2 separate regions of the Mus musculus genome follow, and region 2 is linked to region 1. The links are chromatin contacts, called in public HiChIP or PLAC-seq maps. All regions are on one chromosome and are shown on one strand. The core of a region is the stretch at or near the end of the contact, and the rest is flanking DNA. Distances in the headings are between cores, read along the strand shown.

Evidence for each region. HiChIP or PLAC-seq counts read pairs in DNA pulled down with a chosen protein or histone mark.
Region 2: a contact with region 1 is called in an H3K4me3 HiChIP or PLAC-seq map of bone marrow-derived macrophages, with 3 times the contacts expected there. The contact joins two enhancer-like sites. A contact is called at or near these places in 1 of 15 datasets of contacts at CTCF or cohesin (CD8 T cells), 21 of 484 Hi-C or Micro-C datasets (the AML12 cell line, B cells, CD4 T cells and 13 more), 6 of 115 datasets of contacts at active chromatin or transcription factors (CD8 T cells, bone marrow-derived dendritic cells, bone marrow-derived macrophages and 3 more) and 2 of 9 other capture datasets (adipose tissue and pancreatic islet).

What each region holds. Positions count from the first base shown.
Region 1 is chr13:112,317,405-112,320,104 of GRCm38.p6, reverse strand. It overlaps Ankrd55 (ankyrin repeat domain 55), which reads right to left. Exons shown (of 11, transcript NM_029898.3): 2 at 1,558-1,680. Among named protein-coding and RNA genes, the nearest start is that of Ankrd55, 30 kb to the right of the region's middle. Within about 2 kb of position 1,419, at least 58 of the 459 cell types and tissues checked have an H3K27ac peak or open chromatin away from gene starts, as enhancers often do. A contact at or near this core is called in bone marrow-derived macrophages, where this site is marked.
Region 2 is chr13:112,360,409-112,363,108 of GRCm38.p6, reverse strand. The region is part of intron 7 of Ankrd55 (ankyrin repeat domain 55); the gene reads right to left. The region is part of intron 1 of Gm48837 (a long non-coding RNA gene); the gene reads left to right. Among named protein-coding and RNA genes, the nearest start is that of Gm48837, 2.9 kb to the left of the region's middle. Within about 2 kb of position 1,313, at least 13 of the 459 cell types and tissues checked have an H3K27ac peak or open chromatin away from gene starts, as enhancers often do. A contact at or near this core is called in bone marrow-derived macrophages, where this site is marked.

The sequences.
Region 1 (2,700 bases), core at 170-2,669:
AAGTTTATTGTTGGTGTCCACTGTGGTATTTTCATGTATAGATGAACAGTAGTTTCTAAGGGAAGCTAACCTCTTCTCCTCCTCCTCTCAATTTATTTTATTTTGAGCAATTAATCCATTCATCTAAATTGTCAAATTTACGTGTGTGAAGTTGTTTGCAGCATTTCTGTGGGGACTGTAGTGATGTCCTTGCATTCCCAAGAGCAGGAATTTGCATCTCCTTCAGTTAGTTTTTCTTGACAGTGACAGTGCTACAGGTTGTTCCTTGGTTTTTTTAGATTTTTTTTTCCCTATTGCTTTTGTTTTTGATTTCATCTTTTTTTGTTTTTTTGTTTTTTCAAGACAGGGTTTCTCTGTGTAGCCCTGGCTGTCCTGGAACTCACTTTGTAGACCAGGCTGGCCTCGAATTCAGAAATCCTCCTGCCTCTGCCTCCCGAGTGCTGAGATTAAAAGTGTGCACCACCACGCCCGGTTAATTTCATCTTTTCTTGTTTCCTCTCTCCCCCTCCGTGTGTTTTGAGATTATTTCGCTCTTCTCCCTCTAAGCTTCTGAAGCAAGAATTCATACAGATGACGGAGTGTTCCCTCTTGTGAAACCACATAGAGGTGTAGAGAGTCTCCTCCTATCAGTGATCAGTCTTGGCGTTTTGCCTATAGGATGCAGATTTTCAGAGGCTTCTCTTCTGTCCGTGTCTTTTGGTATTCTGTGTTGCCAGCTCCTTCAGCTCCAACCCTGGGATATACAAGGCAAAAGGCCATCCCAGAGAACTCACCATCATGCCTGTCCTTGGATCTAAGGACTTGGTCCTTCTCTTGGTTTCCAGAGTTATATTAGTCATCATATCCAGAGTTCTTAGTTGTATTTAGAAAGAATACAGGTGGAAATACAACCATGATGTGGTCTCAAGGGCCAAATTCTTACATTTCTCCAACATCCATTTCTGCTCTTCCTAGATACCTGTTATAACTACTGGTGATCAAAGAGAGGCCTCCGTCCCCAAAGTGCTTGCTGTGCAATCCTGAGGCCCTGAGTAGGTTTCCCAGAACACGCATACGAAAGTCAGACATAATGTTTTGTACTTGTAATATTGGTCCAGAGGGAATGGAGACAGGCAGATACTTGGGGCTCAGTCAGCTTAACTTACTGGGTGAGTTCAAAATTCCAGTGAAAAACCTTGTCTCAAAAAATAAAATGTATAATACCTTAGAAATGACACTTGAGGTTGACTTCTGGCTTTCACACACACACACACACACACACACACACACACGTAATTGGTCAGTCTTACAAAAATACTGGAAACAACCCACTTCATAATAATATATGAAATATAATAAGTGAATAATGTGTAAAAGGTGCTGAAGTTCTGTGTCCAGTGTCATGCTGAAAAATGCCAAAGGATTCTACAGAGCCACAGGCAAGATGCCTATAGTATCTTGTGGTCAGTCAAAAAGAATTTCACTAGTGTTGCTCATCTCAAAAGACCATCTCTGAAAGGATAAAGCATTCCATTCCAGGTTTAAAACAAAAACAAAAACACCTCACAAACAGCTCACCTTCACTGTCACAACACTCCAGGATGGACGGATCCTCCCGAATGACGGAGGTCAGAGAGTTGACATCTCCATTCGATGCTGCCTGATACACCATTGCCAGGTCGACTTCTTCAGATGAGTCACCTGCATGAACCAGACACTCTGTTAATATGTAGAGTACGTTCACTCAAAGAATACCACAAGACCAGATTGTCACCCACACAAGTGAGTCACTAAACCTCCCTCCCCAGTGAATCCAGGCAGAGGCTGAGTCAGCTTAGTCACATACTCCTTTCTGGAAAAGACACTTCTGAAGAAAAGTGGGCCACTCTAGGTCATTTGCAACGCCACCACGTGTTGGCAAGGAGCCTTGGGATTAGGCACTCTTTGCATGTCATGACTCTTTGGGCATGCTGGTTTCCCAAAATTAGAGAGACCAGCAAGGGAAGAAGGCCAGTGTCTTGGCTTCAATCTATTCTTCAAGACCCAAAGCATGCTACAGTCTTCTCTTTTGCTTGTTTCCTGTTTAGAGTCAAGTTCTCGTGTAGCCCAGGTTAGCCTTGAGTATTCTATATAGCCGAGGCTGATCTTGGATTGCTGATTCTCTTACATCCACCCCTTGCATTTGCAGATGTGGGCTGCTATGCCTGATTCTATGCAATTGTTGGGCATTGAAGGCATGTGCTTTCTAGGTAAGCCCTCTACCAACTGAACTACATCCATGGACGCATGACCTGTCTTCTTAGTACCTCAGTTCATCCATCTTTGGGAAAAGCATTATGCTCCTCCCTCTCTCTCCTCCAGAGATGTTCTGCACCTTCATCTGTGATGACTGTATCTCCAGATGCCTTTATCCTGCATGGGAGGATACATGGGAGGGAGGCACTGAAGACTGGGAAGGGAGAAGATGGGGCTCTCCCTCCCTTGCTTGGCATCCAGCAGTAGCTGCCTCCTTCCCACCAGGAGCTTTCCCTATGCAGAACTAGCTCTCATGTGGCCCCCCTCATAACCTGCCCACCACTGTTGTCCTGCAATTGAAAGGAGAGCCATACCTTTTCATTGGTGCTCATCTACTGCATTTATATTGGCTTCTCATGCCTCATTTTGCATACCCCCCCCCCAATTAAAACCTGTTCAGTTTCAAACACCTGGGTTTGTAAAGAT
Region 2 (2,700 bases), core at 64-2,563, 43 kb before region 1:
GAACGCTGACACAGTTTACCTTCTTACAGCTGAATCCTTACTTCTTGAACGCCGAAGTATGTCTCAGTCTTTAAGATCTTTGTTAATTTGGTTGGCAAAATGATTCTTGGATGTTGTTTTCCTATGCATTTCTTTATAGAAAGGCTGAATTTGCCATTTAAATTTCCTCACTGAAGTCATTCTTAATGCTTTTTGTTTATTTTTGCCTTTTTATTTATTTATTTTTTATTTATAAAAAAGGTAGATACATACTGTATAGCATGAACTAGCCCTGAATATAAAATCCTCCTGCCTCAGCCTTCCTAATGCTGGTATTATAGGCATGTGTCATACTATAGACAGTTTCTATTTTTCTTTTAGAGTATTAGTGTTTTCCTTAGTAATTTAAGTGGGGGTATTTACATATTAAAGATACTGATCATTTATTGATCATCTATACAAACTTCAAAAGTTTTGTTATTCAATCTTGTTTTTAGTGATTTTTTTATAAAAATGAAAACCATTCACATTTAATTGCATTTCAATTTATCTCTTTCATATTTAGAACATACTTTTTTAACCAGAAGACAAATAGTCACCAACACTCAACTATTTTTTTTTAAATTGTAAAACCAGTGTTTTCTTAATAAACTAAAGACGACTCAGACAACAGGAGGAAATATTTACAAATCACACATGATTTGTAACAGAAGGCTTATAATTAGAATGTATATCAGCTTTCAGAGCTGAATGACAAGAAAACAAACTCTTGAAGAATGGCAGAAGATTACAATAGACATTTCACCAGAAAAGATGTATGGGTGGCGAGATATTCAAGATGAAATGCCACAGGTTCAAAGACACTTTGTCAAGGCAGCATGGTGGCACACACCTGGAGTCCTAGAATGCAGGACGGGAAGAAGGAGGATTTCTGTTTGAGTTTGAGGCCAGTCTGGGCTTCATAGTGAGTTCCAGGCCAATCTGCCCTACAGAGACCCTGCCTCGACAACACCAAAATTATCATTAGGGAAATGCAAATTTAAATGGCAAAGAGATACCACCTGCCTGTTTAAATGTCTAAAATAAGGCAAAACCCCAACAGAACTTCGTAATAATTGATGGTGGTAAAAACGCAGAAGATCTGGAACTTGCCGAACACCTTAGCAGAAGTTTTACAGGCTTAATATATCCCGAATATGTGACCCAGAAATCCCCACTTCTAGTTACCTAGGTAGAGAAATGAAAATTTGGCTCTCAAATGTTTATAGCAACGGTACCATAACTTCCCCAAACTGGAAGCAAGCCACCAACCTTCCATGGGCTAGTGGATAAACAAACTGGTTCCTCTATACTGTGGAATATGACCCAACGACAGACCCAACAGGCTGCCAATGTGTGACAGTCAAGATGAGCCCCAAGTGCATTCTACTAAGTGACATGGGCCAATCTCAAAAGTGACCTTCCCTCCTGTAAAGACCTGAAATCTGAGGTGCTCTGAACATTGACGTGTTGGATGTCACAAGGGAAAAATTCAATATCTGACCCTGTATGACAAGTCAGAGCTGAAGTTTAAGTGCGCTTAAGATGCTGTGTAGAATTCCCTTCAGGCTATGTGCTTAAACACATTTTGTGTTTACAATTGGTTTCATTTTAAGATGTCTCATGATATTTAGGAAAGTCTTCCCAAATCGCAACAATTCAGAAATCTGAAATACTTCCCATCACAACATGGCGGCTAAGGGACAGTCAACCTACAGTCACATGTATATGACATTTCAGAAGGAAGAAACTATAGAGAGAACTAATCTATGGTTGCCAGGGCTTAGGATGGGGGGATATGCCACTATAACAAGGCAGCATTGGGGTTAATGGGGCTCTTCTGACTTTGGTTGTGTTTGCACATAATCTATACAAGCTAAAAGTTAAGAACCAAACAATGGGATTTTTTTTTGTGTGGATATAGATTAAAAAGAAAAATTAGCAATTTTTTTTAGATTTATTTAGATTAAAAATAAGAAATGTGCTTTGACATGGTGCTCACCTTTATAATTTCAGCATCAGTAAGCCCAGGCACCATGATTAGAAGTTTGAGGCTAGCCAAGGTTAGATAGTAAATTCCTATCTCTGGGTATGTGTGATATATGCCTTTCTAATTCGTGGCCCATTTTCTCAATACCATTTATTAGTGTGATTGATTGTATATTCTTTCTGGCTTTTTTTGTTGTTGTTGTTGTTTTATTTTTTTGAGATACAGTTTCTCTGTGTGTATCACTGGCCATCCTCGAGCTCACGCTGTGGACTAAGCTGGCCTTGATTAGTCTGTCTCTTCCTCCCCGGGTACTGAGATTAAACTCGTGCACCACCACTGCCTGGTTAACGTAACTGTGTATTTTACACTTTTCTCCTGTCCTCTATTTACAGGCATGGTTGGCTTTGTCCTTAATCTTAAGGGAGAGGTGTGGCAGGGTAAACATGGCGAGTAATGTTTTTCTGCTTCCAAAAGCCAGGCTCAAAACTTCGAGTAGATCTGAAGCAAAGGCAAGTTATCTAACTGCACATATAAATGGAGTTGGGTTCCCCAATCTTAGACAAAGAGTCCTCCCTTAGATATGACATAAGGGTGATAGAGCGCTGAGAATATAGCTCTATAGTAGAGCATTCCATACCATGTGCCAGGCACTGGATTTGAAACCCAGTACCATTAAAAACCAAGGTTGATGA